Regions from separate parts of the Danio rerio genome. Here region 2 is linked to region 1. The links are chromatin contacts, called in public HiCAR-type maps. All regions are on one chromosome and are shown on one strand. Each heading gives the region's core, a stretch centred on a gene start, on an enhancer-like site or on the middle of the called end of the contact. The rest is flanking DNA. Distances are from core to core; before and after follow the strand shown.

The links. HiCAR-type assays count read pairs that join an accessible place to other places.
Region 2: a HiCAR-type map of caudal fin shows a contact between it and region 1, with 4 times the contacts expected there. The contact joins the promoter of pigq here to the enhancer-like site in region 1. A contact is called at or near these places in 8 of 18 Hi-C or Micro-C datasets (caudal fin, embryo, fibroblasts and 4 more) and 2 of 4 datasets of contacts at active chromatin or transcription factors (caudal fin and embryo).

The regions. Positions count from the first base shown.
Region 1 is chr3:25,491,200-25,496,686 of GRCz12tu, reverse strand. It overlaps tmc5 (transmembrane channel like 5), which reads right to left. Exons shown (of 18, transcript XM_005163920.5): 18 at 3,118-5,487. The coding sequence ends at 5,451. rab40c (RAB40c, member RAS oncogene family) reads left to right here. Exons shown (of 6, transcript NM_001040348.1): 6 at 2,442-4,950. The coding sequence ends at 2,716. Among named protein-coding and RNA genes, the nearest start is that of tmc5, 20 kb to the right of the region's middle. Within about 2 kb of position 2,951, at least 9 of the 62 cell types and tissues checked have an H3K27ac peak or open chromatin away from gene starts, as enhancers often do. A contact at or near this core is called in caudal fin, where this site is marked.
Region 2 is chr3:25,544,154-25,549,640 of GRCz12tu, reverse strand. It overlaps pigq (phosphatidylinositol glycan anchor biosynthesis, class Q), which reads left to right and starts at 2,565. Exons shown (of 11, transcript NM_199429.1): 1 at 2,565-2,574; 2 at 4,215-4,954; 3 at 5,031-5,162. The coding sequence starts at 4,257. It also overlaps a transcript of socs1a not described here.

The sequences.
Region 1 (5,487 bases), core at 1,702-4,201:
AAACAGAATGGATTTATTAAATCAATATATTTATTAAAATAATATTAAAATAGTCACCAAACATATTTAGAAAAGGAAAGATTTTTGAAAATGTAATTTAATAATTACCCCTAACATATAAGATTGGGTGTACAAATTTTTAAACAATTATTGTTGGTTATTTTGTTAGATTAGCTCCAGATGTGGCTTCAGTACTGACTGAACTAATGTATCCGCAGAAATATAATATTGTAAAGCTTCATATAGAAAATATGAATTTAAATGAGATTTGTGAGTGGTGTACTCGTATATGTTGAGCACTGTAATTGTTTTTCTATTGAAGTCAATGGTTACGTGTTTCCAACATTCTTATGTACATCTTCTGTTAAAAAACAGCTTTGGAACAAGTCAAGTGTGAGTAAATGATGGCAATTTTTGTTTTTGGGTGATCTATCCATTTAAAACACAGTCCCATAAATACAGTGGAAATGTTTGGTTTCAACCTTCTGGGTGATGGAGAAATGCTGGCATGATCAGCGTAGCTTTCCATTAGCATAGAAAACCACACTGTTATGTAGTCCGGAGCAGCATAATTAGAGGCAGAAGGCTTTCAGCGAGGCACTTCTTTCTCTGTCTGTTTCCACTATTATGTGGGATTTTCCCATGAGACCTCGCAGTGCCTCAGATGAGCTGTTTAGCAGATGCAGCATCCTGCCGTTCTGAGGATGGGAAGTACTTTCAACAAGCTTTTCAAAATGGCAGCGATTTCTGCTCTACTTTGCTCTCCTTAGCTGTTTTCATGAAGAAGCAGAATATGTTATCCTACTTTATATTAACATTATCTTTATATCATATTATCTTTACCTTTCAACATTATATTTATATATGAATCAAATTTTGGCAGTCAAGATATCTGTTCTGTCAGTATTTATAATTTAACATGGGAGTTTTATTTCAAATTATTATTTTGAACATTAATAAACCCATAAAAATTATAAACAGAAAACAGTTATTTTAAATGTTTGTCGTAATAATAGCTAACAAGTACTGCTTTTTTTTTTTACTTTGCTTAATGAAATGAATAACAATCACCGACATTGTTTTGTTATATATTATATTATATTAATTATTATATTATATTATATTATATTATATTATATTATATTATATTATATTATATTATATTATATTATATTATATTATATTATTACTGATAAAAATTAATTGTTAAAACTGGTAAACTGGTAAAAATTTATTGCGATTAATCACATCTGAAATAAAAGTTTGTTTTATCATAAGAAATATATAAATATGTATATGTGTGTGTGTATATATATATATATATATATATATATATATATATATATATATATATATATATATATATATATATATATATATATATATATACATACACACACTCACATACATATACAAAACATATATATTTAAAATTATAGATATTTTGTATCATATACAAATATATTATAGCTAAATATAAATACACGTTTTCTCAAATATATGCATGCATGTGTGTAATTATGTATGGAAAATAAATATACACAATACGCACACGTTTATTATGTCAACACAAACTATTAATTTGGATAAGTTTAATCAAGACAAATTTTTGTTCAGCACTGTTTATTATATTATATTATATTATATTATATTATATTATATTATATTATATTATAGGCAAGTTTATTTATATAGCACATTTAGATATTTGGATATAGCACAAGAAAAAAAAGAATTAAAAATTATTAAAACCAGATTAAATATATTATTATATTATATTATATTATATTATATTATATTATATTATATTATATTATATTATATTATATTATAATATATTATATTATGAAACATATTTTATTTGCTTTGACTGGTTACAGGCTTTGTTCCTGAATATTGAGAGATGAGAACTTCCTGTAAACCATAGTAAGAAGTAGAGAGTTCATTATTAATTGAAACAGTTGCACCTGTTTGTAAATATGGTTGTCAGTCTCAAACACAGACTGTAAAAAAGCCTTGCTAACAGCACCAAGCTGTTCACATAGTTTTTTTAGCTAAACGTACCAAACGAGGTTTTCCCCCTTGTATATCACTTTCTAATACCGATAACTAACATTCCCATGTCAAGCTTCCCATGTGAATCTCATCATTTGCATTTGCCTCTGTCAGAAAAGAGATGCAGGCAGGCAGCGTGTTAACATCTGCTGAGGGAATGTTGAATAATTTAAAACATTCTCATTACTTTTGTAAAGAGAATAAAAAATGATCCGAGCGTGCAGATGCACCGAGGCAGCTACTGTTGAATCCCCAGAGTACCATTTGCTTATTTTTTTGTTGTTTTTATGGTTTATGGTAATGCTTCAGCCTCCAGGTTGTTTCAATCGTTTTTGTCTTTTAACTGAAATGTGTGTGTGTGTGTTTTGTCTTTTGTGTCTTTCCAGTATTCAGTCTGCAGGACTTGTGCTGCCGTGCCATTGTTTCCTGCACCCCTGTGCACCTAATCGATAAGCTGCCACTTCCTGTGGCCATCAAGAGCCATTTGAAGTCATTCTCCATGGCGAACGGCATGAATGCTGTCATGATGCACGGCCGCTCGTATTCGCTGGCCAATGCCGCCGGAGGCAGCAAAGGTAACAGTCTTAAACGCTCCAAATCCATCCGGCCGCCACAAAGTCCACCACAGAACTGCACCAGGAACAACTGTAAGATCTCCTAGCCTCCAGGCACAGGGACGGGCCGCCCCCCCTCCCTTCACTTATATAACACTCAGGTGCACGCGGACAAACACACAAGGAAAGCGACACAGGGCTGGGTCGATGACGCAACACGGGTGTGGCACCTCTCAACACGGGGAAAGCAGCAAGTGAAAGAGCACTTCCTGCTGCTACTAAGAGCCACATTACTCCCTCACCTTGCTGCAGTACACCATTTATCACTCATGCGGTGACCACCTACAGCATGTTTCCTGCCACGCTAGCGCCCTCTGCTGGAGAATCCATGCAGATCAAACCCTGCAGTGGCTGCTGAGAGGCTGCGATTTTGAAGTTGCTTTATGGGCTTTTTCCGCTTTGGTTGTGTTATTTGCTCATACTCCTAATCCTCAGTGCTCTGCATATGGTGTTTTTTTTTTGTTCTTTACAGGGGTTCTGTTTTCCCTGTAGAAAAGCTGAAGTACCTCGAACGGTCACATGGTCTTGCATGCATACCTACAGTGAGAGGGCTGAGGCCATTTGTAGTGCTTACATTTGAACTGATGTATTAAAAAATGTGATTTGCACTGCGAATTGGTCGTGTCTGAATTTGATGGTCATTTGCACAGTGACTTAATCACCAGAGAGAATGTGGACTGCGGGAGCACTAGGCACAAACATTTCCATGGCACCTTTTATTCGCCTTCTTTCCATTATGAAGATCCAGCAAACTTTGATGAATTGTTCCTCATTGGGTCAGAAACCAAGGATCGCAGGAAATTTCTCCTCAGGGGACAGTATTGGCAAAGGGTTTTTAGTCTGTTTTTAGTTTATTTTTTACTCTCAGCTCCTTTCCTTCTCTGACTTGCATTTCCCGCATGTCTGTTTTGGGGTTATTTGTTATATTTCCAATCTTATAACCCTACACTGTAATTACCTCACCACTCACGTTCAGACTTCAAGCCTTGCAGCCTGATTTTCTCCTTCATATCTCCTGCATTTCAGTTCTCTCCTGATATATTTTCAGCACAATTTTCAGCAGTCTCTGGCTAAAATGCTCCGTGATTTAATCACACATGTGTTCTACCAGTTTTCAGTGTTGTAGCATGAGTTCAAAAGTCAGGTCTTAGCTCGAAGCCCTTTCAATCTGCACACGCAGCATGACTTCTCTATAGATGTATGTCAGAATGAAGGATAATAAACCCGCTCAAGCTTGCTCCTAAATATCAAGCACAATAGAAACGTCATAGCGCTCCTTTTAGATCTCGAACGTGTCAGAAGCGTCTGCTTGTTTCTTTCGGATCTGATGAGCTGTGCTTGTTGAATTATGGATGCTTTTCAGTTGATCAAATCCCCCTCTTTTTCTCTTTGCTTCTCCCACCCCCTTCATCTCAGGGACGAGCCCCGGCCTCCAGCTACAAGAGCTGCCCAATGAAGCCTGTTTAAACCCGGCTGAGCGACGGCTGCCAGCAGGGGGCCTTTAAACTTCCCTTAGAGGGCCTTAAGCTCTTGGTGTTTGACCTATAAGCTATTCGCTCCAGGGCTTTTGCAGTCGCTATAGCTGATAGAATGAACCTGGCACATGTTCGGTGGTGCATTTAGAGCAGTTGTGCATAATAGTGTCCATCTGTTGGGTGACTTAAATACTAAAGGGTCCACAGAAGGTGTTTTGGTTCCCCTGTTTTAATAATCCTGAAAGGCTGTGGTTATAGAAATACTACAAAGAAGTGTTTTGTTCCTTTTCTTGAGCATCTTCAGAATCTTGAGTAGGTATTAGTTTTGAGCCTCTCACCTGAGAGCACAAGTTGTTCTCTGTAATATCGTTGCACGTCATACAGTGCAAAGAAACTCTGTGACTTAGTTAGAACGTTCCATTTCAACCTCTCTTTTTTGGTATTGTAAAGTGTTTTCTTCTTTGTAATCGAAGCCTCTGTTTTAAAAACACGCTCATGGTTTTTGCGTGTGATGGTTGACAGTATGATGGGACCCTCTTGGTGTTGCCAAATGGGCGGTTTTGAAAGGTGTGAATGGGATAAAGGGAAATGTGATTTGGTGGAGCAGTAGGAACACAATTGTAAACACTATTTTCTGTTGGTTGAAGCTAAAAGCTGCTGAATAACTTGCCTAATTATTGGACATTCTTTAAACAACGACAACGGGGGGAACATAAGAACTTTTTTTAAATTATTGATTGTACAGTTCTTAGTGTATGAAAAGCAACAACTTTTTTCACAATAAAATGGATAATGTTATCAGTAAATGCAATGCTTTGGGGTTCTTTGTATCCAGCAAGTTAATAATAAATGAAAATAGTAATTTGTTTTTTTCGTATTTACAAAGATATCTCATCAGAATAGATGTGTATTGGTGGAAAAACAAATCAAATGTTCATTTGACAGTATTTGTGGAGCCCTGCACAAGAAATGAGGGGAAAAAAAGAATGTTATTGCTCATTTTAGCTTAATTCTGTCTATTAATTGACATAATTGAAAAAGTGAGAGAAATATTACTAAAACTTGGGAACTATTTAATTAAAAAAATGTCCACAAATTAAGTCTTGAGATTAGATTTTTAGTTTTTGGCTACAATGTCTATTGTTTTTCCACATTTCAATTTGCAGGGCTATTGGACGAGCACAAAAAGTCATTCCTGCATCATTACTATTGATGTTTCCGAACAACGTCTTTTCCCATGTAGTAGAGATGATAGTTAATGCAATATTTACAATTCAATATATACAGCATTGTTCGATTTGTGGTTTCACATATCCATGGGCAGTGTGTTGATCCAGTTCGGG
Region 2 (5,487 bases), core at 1,316-3,815, 53 kb before region 1:
CTTACGTTTTCATGCGTTTTTCTGAAAAATGGGGAGTAGCCTATTTAAATGTATTATATTATTTGCTGCAAGCCTGCAAAGATATACTTAACTATACATTTAGTCTCACATTTATCATCCTGTCACTTATCATTAAAGTAATTCTGACCGGTCACTTTCAGTTCGAGGTCACGTGAACTAAACCCCACAAGCCACAAATAGAAAAAGACTCGAGTGGTTTCCTTGAATAGCAGCCAGTGTTTAGAAATCCATCTACCCTTGTTTATTTATATGAAACAATTCTTATCATGGCCTCATTAAACACTTCCCTTAAGTTTGTGCAGTATTTAGTACACAATTATTTCCTCATTCCTTCTATTGATCATAAGTCTCAAACTCAATTCCTAGAGGGCCACAGCTCTGCATAGTTTTGCTCCAACCCTAATAATAGTCTCTAGTGGTCTTGAACACCGTGATTAGTTGGATCAGCTGTGCTTGATTAGGGCTGGAGCAATACTGTGCAGAGCTGCAGCCAAATCCCATTAAACATAAATATACGTTATGTAGTAAGAGTTTTTTTGTGACCTAGATTAAACGAAACCGTCTCTCGACCAAATAATAACAACAAAAACAAACGTGTTCCGTGCAAAGTCGTTGAATTATTATAAAAGGTGTGGATCATTCATCAGACACACGCACAAAAAAATCCCTAGCTTTCTCGTTGGCTTTCCTTATCACGTGACTCGCCCAGCAGTATCTTTACATGAAAACGCCACCTTTTCTGTAAGCACTGTTCATTGTAAACAGGGCAGAGGTGACTGTTGCATAATGTTGAGCCAGACATTTTGATTGAATAGGCTTTGTTTAAGCTTATAGTAGCGTATCTGGTGTCTGCATACTGTATGACTTTTTCATTTATTATTATTATTATTATTATTATTATTATTATTATTATTAAAATTATTATTATTATTATTATTATTATTATTATTATTATTATTATTATTATTATGGTCATACAATGTCATTGGAAACCAAACCCATGTTTGATACAAGTATTCTTCAAAATATATTGTTTTGTGTTCTTTAAATATAAAGAAATAAAATGCTGAAAATACATTAATGGTTTGACTGTCGATTAGTAAATCTATTTTGGAAGGCTTTTATGGAAGGGCATCCGCTGTGTAAAAACGTGCTGGATAAGTTGGCGGTTCATTCCACTGTGGCAATCCAGGATTAATAAAGGGACTAAGCCGACAAGAAAATGAATGAATGATAATACTTACTTTATTTATTCATTCATTTTCACCACAGCGGAATGAACAGCCAACTTATTCAGCATATGTTTTACACAGCGAATGCCCTTAGAGCCGCAACCCAGTACTGGGAAACACCCATACACACTCATTCATACACATACACATACACAACAGCCAAATTAGTTAATCAATTTACGTATAGCGCATGTGTTTGGACTGTGGGGGAAACCGGAGCACCCGGAGGAAACCCACGCCCAGCCAAAACTCAAACCAGTGACCTTGTTGCTGTGAAACGACAGTGCTAACCACTGATCCACTGTGTCATTATTATCATTATTTATTATTATTATTATTATTATTATTATTATTATTATTATTATTATTGTTGTTGTTGTTGTTATTATCATAGTCATACAACGTCATTGGGAACCAAACCCATGTTTGATACCACTATTCTTCAAAATATCTTCTTATGTGTCCCTCAAAAGTAAGAAAATATAATGCTGAATTTACATTTATGGTTTGACTCTCCGTTAGAAAAGCTATTTGAACGGTTAAATATTAATTTGTATCGGGCTTGATTCGACGTCTAACTTGTCGCAGTTAATTTAACTTAATTTGGATTGTGTAAAAACTTTGAAGTTTAGGCATTAGGACACAAAGAGACACCTTAATGGCTATGAGTTCAAAGCTTTTGTAAGTCTGTGATTTTTTTTATTTATTATTATCCCTTCCTGATATTATAATTTAAGACCAGTCTGTCCAACCTCCGAATCGTCAATATTTGCTATATTTTATCACTTTAAAACTCAGGGTTATATTAATGTGACTATAGCGCCATCTTCTGGTAGCCACACAATTTTTTTTACATCCTTAATTCAGGTTGATCCAAGTATGTCCAAGAATACCGGAGGGAGATGTTTTATTTTTATTTATTTATTGTTTATTAATATTTTATTCTTGCAAGAATAAGAAGACGTTTATTTCATTTGGCAAATATGGTTAACCTACAAATCACGGTTACACCTGCCTATAAAGTTATTTTTGTTGTTTTATTTTGTGTCCCAAAAATAAACATTATGATTAAATTTATTATTTTAAATAGGCAAATTAACATTTGTAAAATAATAAAGCCACAGCCTTCTCTACAGCCTTTGTTCTTCTTTTTTTTTCTTCCATCAGTTCCCTCCTAAATGTAAGTGTTATCATGTGAGAGAAGCTGTTATCAAGAAAGAAAAGCTGGTTTTGTGGGGCCCCTTTGTCTTGAATGTTAAGATAGCTAACGTTTCATTTAGGAAAAGTCTCATTTAGACACATTCACAGATCAGAGGTTCATGTAAGTACACTCTTCTACGCTTAGGTTTTATGGCTCATGTCATGCAGTCCTAACTCTGCTAAGTGCTTTAATGATCAAAAATATTATTATTTGAAAATAATCTCTGAAAAAGCATGAAAAAACAGTGCTTTTTGCCTTAAAGAATATTTCACGTTTTTTGTTAAGAAAACATACTAAATATATCCTGCTTTAAAGTGTACTTTTCATTGCATATTTGTTTCTGTAGATTTCATTATCCAATATCTGCAACATTTTATTGAATAATGTTTTGGGAAAAATTTTTAATCTTCCTTTTGCAAATTAGTACACGTTTAATTCATCATATATATACACAAACATCAAATATATACACAAATTCATGCATAAATAAAACAATAAATATATAAATATGGAAATCAATCAATAAATAAATGAATAAATACACAAATTCCTGCGTAATTTAACAAAACATGCATCTTTTGTTTTTTTTTAACAAAAAAAAATGCTCAAATAAATAAATAAATAAATGTGAATATAAATCTACAAATTCCTGCAAAAATAAAACAATTATTAAATACTCAAATAAATGTATATATAAATCTACAATTTTCTGCAAAAATAAATATATAAATAATTAATAGTGTGGTGTAAAAGAGGGGAAATCTACTTTCAGTTTAGCATTTTCTTATTTTCCCAACATCCATGTAACTTATTTAGTTATTAATCTGCCCGCACTATATTTCTTTATGCAGGAATTTGTGGGTTTTTAATATATATTTATTTGCATATTTATTTATTGTTTTATTTATGCGGAAATTTGTGGATTTATTAATTAATTCTTTTATTTATTTGTTTATTTATTTTGTATATTTATTTATTTATTTATTGTTTTTGTCGTCCATATGTATAGTAGCATATTTGGTTATTTCTTTATCTGCTACTATTGCTCATCTGATCTTTTTTTTAAATATAATGATAAATGAATGGAATCATTCATTGGGAAAATTGTTTTTGGCGGAAAAATTGCCATTCAAAACTTACTTGAACTATTTGAGTCGGAACAAAAAAATATCCATTAAGTTCACCCGGCGGAATTTTAACGACGGACTGTAAACAATATGAACGTTACGGTCCGTCTAATCCATTGAAAAACTGGTTTCCAGTTAGTTTAACAAAAGCACGTGCTGGATTATTCAATAGCATATCTATTACAATTGCCCTATGATTTCGCGTTATTTTTTGAGATAATGCCAGCGTTGATTAACGCACTTAGTAACGTTAATTTAATCGTCGCCTCCTACAGAACAACTTCTCAGAATTTCTCGACCTTCAAAATCAACAAGGTAACTTTATAAACACTTAACTAGCAATTACAGCATATAATAGCACGTCCTTGCATTTGTCAATGGTAGTGCCGTGAATAAAATCGATGAGAGTTTTGCCCGAAGCGTGTGGTTGCCATAGAAATGACCGATTTGAAGGGCACAGCTATATAGCTGTCCTCGTTAGATGTGTGTGCTGCTAACATACAACACGTTTGTTTGTTTGCTTGTTTTTAACTACTCAGAATGCTGTATTATACGTGCTATAATGTCTAACACATATGGTGCTTTTTGTGTTCTTGTTTCTAGCGTTAAAATAATGCTTTTGTGCCCACACAGGACTGTATATTTCGCTGTTGGTGGACTTTATAGCACACAGACATGGTGCTGAAGATCTTCTTCCCTCAATGCTGCAACACTGCTGACAGTGGCCTGCTGGTCGGGCGCTGGATCCCAGGACACAATTCTGCTGTGGTACTAGCTGTCGTTCACTATCCATTCATACCCGGACAGGTAAAAAAGTACTTGAGTGAGATCCAGAGCCAGACTCAAGTGGATCTTGCCGTGCTGGGTTCCTGGAGTATGCCAAAAGAAGGTCAAGAAGGATTGGACAGCTTCCTCAAAGACCTGAGCACCATCTTTCCTCAGAAATGTTGGCTGCAGTTGAGCCGTGAGATTGGCAAAAGAGGCTTTACATGTCGGGTGGTTCAAAACAATGGGATGCTTCTACAGGACAAAGAGCAGAAGAGTGATGTAGATGGCAGTGAAGAAGATAAGATCATCCTCGTTCATTATGACCAAAGGAAGGTGATGCTGTCGCAGCTTCATCCGGTGCAAGAGGCTGACCAAAAGTCTGAAATCGAGCCGTCAGAGCTGCGCTTGGTCTTCCAAACAGTTGCTCAAAGTCAGCCTCTGTTTTTCCTGGATAAATACGACGACGGGCCGCTGAAACTCACCCACTGGCAGTCTGAAGGGAGGGAGGCTAGTATTATTGCAGAGCTTCTTAAACAAGCATCTGTGCCGGTGTGCATCTGCCTCACGTGGTTGCTTTCTCTTTGGCTTTGGTTTTGCAGCTTTAGGTGAGTTCAAGTGGACCATCTTCTGTCTGTTTTCAGTATTGAAAATGTGTTAATCACATCCTTTCTTGTTTGACAGGATTTTAAATATACCTCCTGTGAAGTTCATTACAAGCAAGCTGTCCACGTGTGTTCAGTCGGGTTACAGGGCCGTTCATTTTAAGACCGTTTTCTCCCCTAAAAAAGCTGATACACACATGGATTTCATGAGGTAGGGGTAGATCCGCAGATTTTAGCCAATCATTGAGTGTATTTATTTACTTGTTTAAATGTGTGTGCATTTATATTTATTCAGTTTTTAAATTCATTTCAGTAGTATGATTGACTAATATTAAAAGGTTCAGATGATTTGTTTACAATAGTTTGTAAGTAATATGTTCTGTCTTTTAGTAGAGATATTATATGAGAGACTTGCTTTGTTTACCAAATCAGTGGATCTAATTGGATTTGCATTGTAAACATTAAATAAAAGTTAAAAAGGTATTCTTTTTCATGTCATATATTAAGTTTTTAGTCACGATACTCCCAAAATCATT